Linked DNA regions of Nomascus leucogenys: region 1 is linked to region 2. The links are chromatin contacts, called in public Hi-C maps. All regions are on one chromosome and are shown on one strand. Each heading gives the region's core, a stretch centred on a gene start, on an enhancer-like site or on the middle of the called end of the contact. The rest is flanking DNA. Distances are from core to core; before and after follow the strand shown. Region 1 has its middle 14 kb from the start of PRKCE. Region 2 overlaps PRKCE (protein kinase C epsilon type).

Region 1 (3,604 bases), core at 612-3,111, 300 kb after region 2:
ACCTGGCCTGGGGGCTGGGGGCTGGGGAGGTGAAGAGGTGAGTGCATTGGCATCAGGATTCAACAGGCAAGGCACTGTGCTGCACATGGGGAAACAAAGCCCACACTGCCCCCTAAGGGACCTTAACGGCCCCTCGGACACCTTGCTGAATGCTTTCAGAGGGGCACAAACTTTACTCCACCTTGGGTTAGGGTAGATGTCGCTCAAGCTTTTGCCTCAGAAGGATTTCCTATTTATGGTTAGTCTTTTCCCTACATCTCTCTCCCTCTACCTCTCCCCTGTCTTCCCTTTCTCTGAGCCTATTAGACCTCAAGGTTAACTTCTGACAAAGGAAGTTTTTCTGGCTCATTTCGTTCTTGCAAAAGCAAATGTAAGCTAACCAGGAACAAAGGCCAGGGACCTCAAAGCAGGTTGGTGTTCTTCCTGGAGCGTGAGAACCAAGTATGGAAGCCTTCTCCTAGGGCCTGAGATGTCCCAGGGAGCTTGGAGAAAAGGTGACACCCCTGCCGATGAAAGGGTCCTGTTAACCTCTAGGGTGTGGCAGCTCAAGGCTCTGCACTTTGGGACCATCCCAGGTGCTTCGTGATCTAGGAAAGGAAGGAGAAAACGATGCTGTCCTCACTCCCTGAAAACCACACCAGCTCCTCTTCCTTGCCTGCATCCTGCTCCTATTATTCCCTCTCCCAGGACTCTCTGGCCCATCCTGTGGGCCTCACCTTAGAAGGCATTTTTTCTAGGTGACTCTCCTGATCTCTCATCAGCCCACACTACATTTTATTGTCATCACTTGCTTGTTTCCCAAAAAGCAGAATTACAGTGGTGCTCATAAGGCTTAAGCTCTAGGGCCCTTCATTTGCTGTACTCCCTCCAAGCCCCAGTTTCTAATTTGGTGTTCTTTTTCCGAAAGAGGGCTCTCCAAATTGCTTAAGTTTCAGGTCCCACGAAACCCAGGTTCACTCATGGCCTTTCCCACTACTGTGCAAACTTCCTGAATCAAGGACTGTGCGTCAGATTCCATGGAGTATTTTTAGGGTGTGGAGGTCTTGCTAGGCTCCAATAAACATTTGTTAAATAAAAGAGAAAGGAAGAAAGGATTCTTAGCCAGTGCTTAGCTGCCCAGTCATTCTCATGAAGACTCCCCAGCACTGTCACCTGTGCAATCCAGATGGTTCGCATGGGGTGCCCGTCCCTACAGCACAGTGTAATGTGCAGGAGGAATCCATCTCGGAAGCTCTAGGATCTTAGGAAAATCACCTGCCTCTCAATGGGCCTCCATTTATTCAAATGCAATAGGGGGCTGTAGCCACTAATTACCAGTAAGTACAGTAGCTGGCACAACTGCTTCTCAGGAAATAGTTTCTGTTATATACACTGTCTCTTTGGAACATTTCATTCTTAATTCTTTTAGCTCTAGGACCTACAGCTTCCCCTTTCCCGCAACGTGGTTCCTGGATAATGGGGTTTTGGTGTGAAGAGTCAGGGCACACAAAGGGATTTGCCCTGTGCCCAGCGTCCCACTAAGTTTGGCTCCAGGACCAGATCTGGGTATCCCCCTATACACCGTTCCTTCCGACAGCGAGATGTAGAACTGCATGGAAAGAGTCAAAGAACTTGAATGATAATATAAATGAAATATAGGGAAACAATGTGGTTAAGTGCCTTTCCCTTCGCAGCCATGGTTTTCCAGCCATTTGACCCACTGGAACCCTAAGGTATGTATCTCTCAGTGCAGTAAAGGAGTAGTTATTTTTCTCTGTTTCCACAGAGAAGAAAGTGAGACCGAAATGACCTTGAGCCACATGACTGAAGTGCCAGGGTTGGCAAGCGGCAGACCCAGAGCCGCAGCGTAGGTCCATGTTCTTATCACCCTGGACGTGGCCCTCGTCCCCTGTCCTTCAGTGAAGGATTGATGCAAACATCGCTCAGTTCCTGCCCCGATTCACTCATCCTGTGAGAACCAGCATGTACATGCCAGATCTGACCCTGCTGCCACAACATTTAACGTGCCATTGTGGTTTTCCTCTAACAAGAACTGAGAAGTGGTCAATGTTTCGCTTGTTTTTTTTCTGGTGACATCCATACATTCATGTTTGCAGGTACCAGGGCTTGAAAATTCAACAGCAAAGTGGGTAAGATATGCGGTAGGAGGGCAGAGCGTGAGGAGCATTTTACAACTTATTACAAGTTTCGCTATTCATTTCTTAAAATAGTAGTACTAGTAACCACAGTGATAAAAGCTAACAACTATTCGTTGAGAACTATGTGCCAGAAATCAATATGTAACTTTTTTTTTTTTTTTTGAGACAAAGTTTCACTCTTTTTGCCCAGGCTGGAGTGCAATGGTGAGGTCTCAGCTCACTGCAACCTCTGCCTCCCAGGTTCAAGTGATTCTCCTGTCTTAGCCTCCTGAGTAGCTGGGATTACAAGTGTACGCCACTACACCCAGTGAATTTTTGTATTTTTAGTAGAGATGGGGTTTCACCATGTTGGCCAGGCTAGTCTCAAACTCCTGACCTCAGGTGATCCACCCACCTTGGCCTCCCAAAGTGCTGGGATTACAGGTGTGAGCCGCCACGCCCAGCTAATTTTTGTTTTTTAAGTAGAGACGGGGTTTTGCCATGTTGGCCGGGCTGGTCTCGAACTTCTGACCTGAGGTGATCCACCTGCCTTGGTCTCCCAGAGTGCTGGGATTACAGGCATGAGCCAGCACACCCGGCCTTAACAATTTTTTTTTTTTTGAAACAGTATCTCATTCTGTCACCCAGACTGGAGGGCAGTGGTGCAATCACAGCTCACTGCAGCCTTGACCTCCCATATTTAAGTGATCCTCCCACTTCAGCCTCCTGAGTAGCTGGAACCAACACCATCATGCCAGGTTAATTAAAAAATAATAATAATTTTTTTTTTTTATAGAGACAGGCTCTCACTATGTTTCCCAGGCTGGTCTTGAACTCCTGGGCTCAAGCTATCTTCCCACCTTGGCCTCCCAAGGTGCCGGGATCATAGGTGCAACCACTGCACCTGGCCTTGACAACTCTTTAATCATCAGAATAGCCAAACGAAATATATATTACCATATTTCTCCAATTCTAAGATGCACATTTTTGTCACATGCTAACATCTTATGTAATAATCCATGATGAGAAAGTACTGGCATACTACCATAGTTGCTGGTGAGTGTTTTGTTTTAATCTCTTGTAGTACATTACATTAGGATACCTTTTATAAATGAAGCCAGTAAGGTGGTAAAAAAAATGTAAGCAATGTCCACAGGATCATCCCACATCGAGTAGGTAGCAGAGCCTGGATTTATAGACAGTTGGTCCAACTCCAGGGCTCCCCCATTTGTTTGCTTACTGGTTTGTTTTGCTATCTGGGCCATCCTTCAGACATCTTTTCTCATAGTCAGCCATAGGTCTATCCTTCAGGAGCTGGGCCCATGCCAACTTCACAATCTGCAAAACAGGAGATATACATATAGCTTTTTGTATTATCCATTTTCACACTGCTGATAAAGACATACCCGAGACTAGGAAATTTACAAAAGAAAGAGGTTTAATTGGACTTACAGTTCCATGTGGCTGGGGAAGCCTCACCATCATGG
Region 2 (3,519 bases), core at 325-2,824:
CAGAGTTGGTGTGACAGAATGTAATCATTATCAAGTACCAGGTACACAGCAGGCATTCGATAATGGCAGCTGTTATTGGAACGATGATATATACCTACGAGTTTTCTTTTTTTTTTTTCTTTGAGACAGAGTCTCACTTTATCACCCAGGCTGGAGTGCAGTGGCACGATCTTGGCTCACTGCAAGCTCCACCTCCCGGGTTCACACCATTCTCCTGCCTCAGCCTCCCGAGTAGCTGGGACTACAGGCGCCCGCCACCAGGCCTGGCTACTTTTTTTTTTTTTTTTTTTTTTTTGTATTTTTAGTGGAGATGGGGTTTCACCGTATTAGCCAGGATGGTCTTGATCTCCTGACCTCATGATCCGCCTGCCTCAGCCTCCCAAAGTGCTGGGATTACAGGCGTGAACCACCACACCTGGCCATACCTACGAGTTTTCTTAAAACCAAATTGTCAAAAATGTGGGGCCTACCAGGTGTTAGCCTCTATCCCATAACATCGTGGCTCAGGTCACCCTCAGAAGGAGACACAGGGAGTCCTAAGTGTATTCTGGGAGTGACCTCTGTGTCAGACCAAGGGACACAGCTACGGCCGGGACACCAACAGCTTCTGCTATAACCTCCCAAATGTTTTTTTATTTAAGTGCAATTATTTTTATTTAAGTACAACTATGAAACTATAAAGGGAACATTTTTAGAGGAGTTAAAAAAAAACAGATGGACATGGAATCTTTTCTTCCCAGCCAAAGGGGATCATCTTGCTCATCCCCTGGGAGCACTCTTCTTTCATGATCACTGTCCGAGGAGCCCACAAAAGTCCAAGCATCTATGGAACTTAAAATACAAGTACTGGAAGGCTTGTGTCTGTACCAGGCTCTGGTCCTGATCCTGGAAATTCAATGTCACAGTCTGAACAGGTGAGTGCCTGCTGATTGATTATAGCCTGAAAGTACAAGAGGGACAGGCAGAGCTTTTGTCCCCGCCCCTTTTAATAAGAACATATACCTGCAGTAGGTTGTGGATTGGAGGAAGTCTCTCAGAGCTGGGAGGAGACATTCCCTACACCAATGGAAAATCTTTGGGTCCTGCAAAACCACGCTTCTTGCAAAACTCAAGTTAAATGAGGCCTTAGGGTGCTTAACTGTTAAGAAATAATAATAAGAAAAAGCAAAGATTATGCAAAACGACGGGTGCAGGGGCTGCAGGCTGTCCTTAGGGCATCCTCTGGCCTTGGTGGGTAAGGTTAGGAAAACCTGGCTGCATTCTCTGAACCCTTCCACCAGAGCCACACGGGGGCACACTAGTCAATGTTTTGGATGTGGGGCCTTCCGCTGGCTTCCTCTTGGTACAGAAACCTGGAGGAGGAGGACAGTGAGGGCAGAGGCGCTACTGGATGATTCCTTGCTTGGCCCACGGCCACCAAGCCAGTGACTCAGGTGGATTGTCCTTGAGTGATTCAAAACCACGTGGGTGCTGGCCCAAAGGTTTCCCCTTACTTTCTAAGCATGTTTCCAGCATGGCTGGGGCACGGGTTCCTGAGTTATTACTCAGGAGAGCAGGGAGAAGAATTGAGTAAATAAATGGAAGGTCTAATAACCTCTTAACCTGATACCAGGAAGGCAAGTGAGTAACCCCCAAGGGGTGCTTGGGGGCACAGCAGGCAGGGGTGGGCAGGGTAATAGCTTATTCTTCAGTGGTCACCATAGCATCCTGGGCGTGACCAGAGTGCTGGCCCTCAGTGCCTGCCCTCCTAGGGTGAAGGATCAGCCTCAAAGGCAGGGCAGCAGACTGGCTCCTGACAGAGCCTCTTGAGAGAGGGTCTCCTATGAGCACACACTGCTGCCTCACCAATAGACATCGGAACCCCAGGGGACAGATCAGGGACCAAACCCCAGCCATCGCCAGGCACTGCAAGACACCAGCCAGCCTGCACTCCAGGGCTCCAGTGTGCCTGCTTTCCGGAGCACAATGGGTCCAGGTGCACACAGACATAGCAGACAAACCAGAAGAGAAGGCATCTAAGTCGCCACCTTCTATCAATAATTCAGCTAAGCTGCAATTTTTTTTTTTTTTTTTGAGACAGAGTCTCACTTTGTTGTGTGGGCTGGAGTGTGGTGGCATGATCTCGGCTCACTGCAACCTCTGCCTCCTGGGTTCAAGCAATTCTTCTGCCTCAGCCTCCTGAATAGCTGGGATTACAGGCACACATCACCACACCCAGCTAATTTTTGTATTTTTAGTAGAGATGGGGTTTCACCATGATGGACAGGCTAGTCTGGAACTCCTGGCCTCAAGTGATCCACCTGCCTTGGCCTCCCAAAGTGCTGGGATTACAGGCGTGAGCCACCGTGCCCGACCCTAAGCTGCAATTTTATATGAAGACCTTGGAAAAGAAAAACACTTTTGTTTATAAATATGGTATAGTATGCAAATTTTAAAGTATTAATATTTTTTAGCTAAAACAGTACTTCAAAAGTTCTTAGCTTGAGGCCGGCTCTGAGAGGAGGGAGTTCATTTTCTTCTGCCCCACTTATCTTTGGTGAATGGAAGAATGTTTGTTTAATAAAAAGTCAGTAAAGCAGAGAATCATGCAAAGAAAAGATGTATGTACTTTAAGTATTTTAACTAACAATATTCAAACTGAAAACACTGAAAAACAAATATATGTACTCACTTGCCAATAACAGAAGGCCAAGTTCTTTAAGGTATGGTCCCCCTCATCATCTCTTACAGACAAACATTATCTATGATTTCCATTTCCATTTCCATTTTCTATTTGTGTGTGTGTGTGTGTGTGTGTGTCTGTGTGTGTAAGAGAGAGAGAGAGTCTCGCTTTGCTGCCCAGGCTGGAGTGCAGTCGCATGATCATGGCTCACTGCAGCCTCAACCTCCCAGGCTCAAGCAGTGCTCCTGCCTCAGCCTCACAAGTAGCTGGGACTACAGGCACATGCCACCATGCCTGGCTAATTTAAAAAAATTTTTTTTTTTGTAGAGACAAGGTCTCTCCATGTTGCCCACACTGGTCTTGAACTCCTGGGCTCAAGCAATCCTACTGCCTCAACCTCCCAAAGTATTCAGATTATAAGTGTGAGCCACCATGCCCAACCCAATTGCAGTTTCTTTCTAGTGGAGCAAAAACTTAAAGATACTTGTGAAGTAATGTGAATTTGGAATCTTTTTAGAGCTTTATTATTTTTCTCACACATAATTTAACAGTAATTTTTTTTTTTTGAGACAGAGTCTCACTTTATCACCCAGGCTGGATTGCAGTGGTGTGATCTCGGCTCACTGCAGCCTCCGCCTCATGGGTTCAAGTGATTTTCCCACCTCAGCCTCCCAAGTAGCTGGAATTACAGGCACGTGCCACCATGTCTGGCTAATTTTTGTATTTTTAGTAGAGATGGGGTTTTACTATGTTGACCAGGCTGGTCCCAAACTCCTGGCCTCAAGTGATCTGCTCGCCTCAGCCTCCCAAAGTGCTGGGATTACAGGCATGAGAGTCATCATGCCTGGCCAACAGTA

What was found. Hi-C and Micro-C count contacts between places; a contact is called where the count stands out from the background.
Region 1: a contact with region 2 is called in a Hi-C map of a lymphoblastoid cell line, with 5 times the contacts expected there. The contact joins two enhancer-like sites. A contact is called at or near these places in 2 of 4 Hi-C or Micro-C datasets (a lymphoblastoid cell line and an unstated tissue).

What each region holds. Positions count from the first base shown.
Region 1 is chr19:41,069,455-41,073,058 of Asia_NLE_v1, forward strand. No RefSeq gene overlaps it. Among named protein-coding and RNA genes, the nearest start is that of PRKCE, 14 kb to the left of the region's middle. Within about 2 kb of position 1,862, the one cell type or tissue checked has an H3K27ac peak away from gene starts, as active enhancers do. A contact at or near this core is called in a lymphoblastoid cell line, where this site is marked.
Region 2 is chr19:40,772,822-40,776,340 of Asia_NLE_v1, forward strand. All of the region lies in intron 2 of PRKCE (protein kinase C epsilon type), which reads right to left. Among named protein-coding and RNA genes, the nearest start is that of PRKCE, 280 kb to the right of the region's middle. Within about 2 kb of position 1,575, the one cell type or tissue checked has an H3K27ac peak away from gene starts, as active enhancers do. A contact at or near this core is called in a lymphoblastoid cell line, where this site is marked.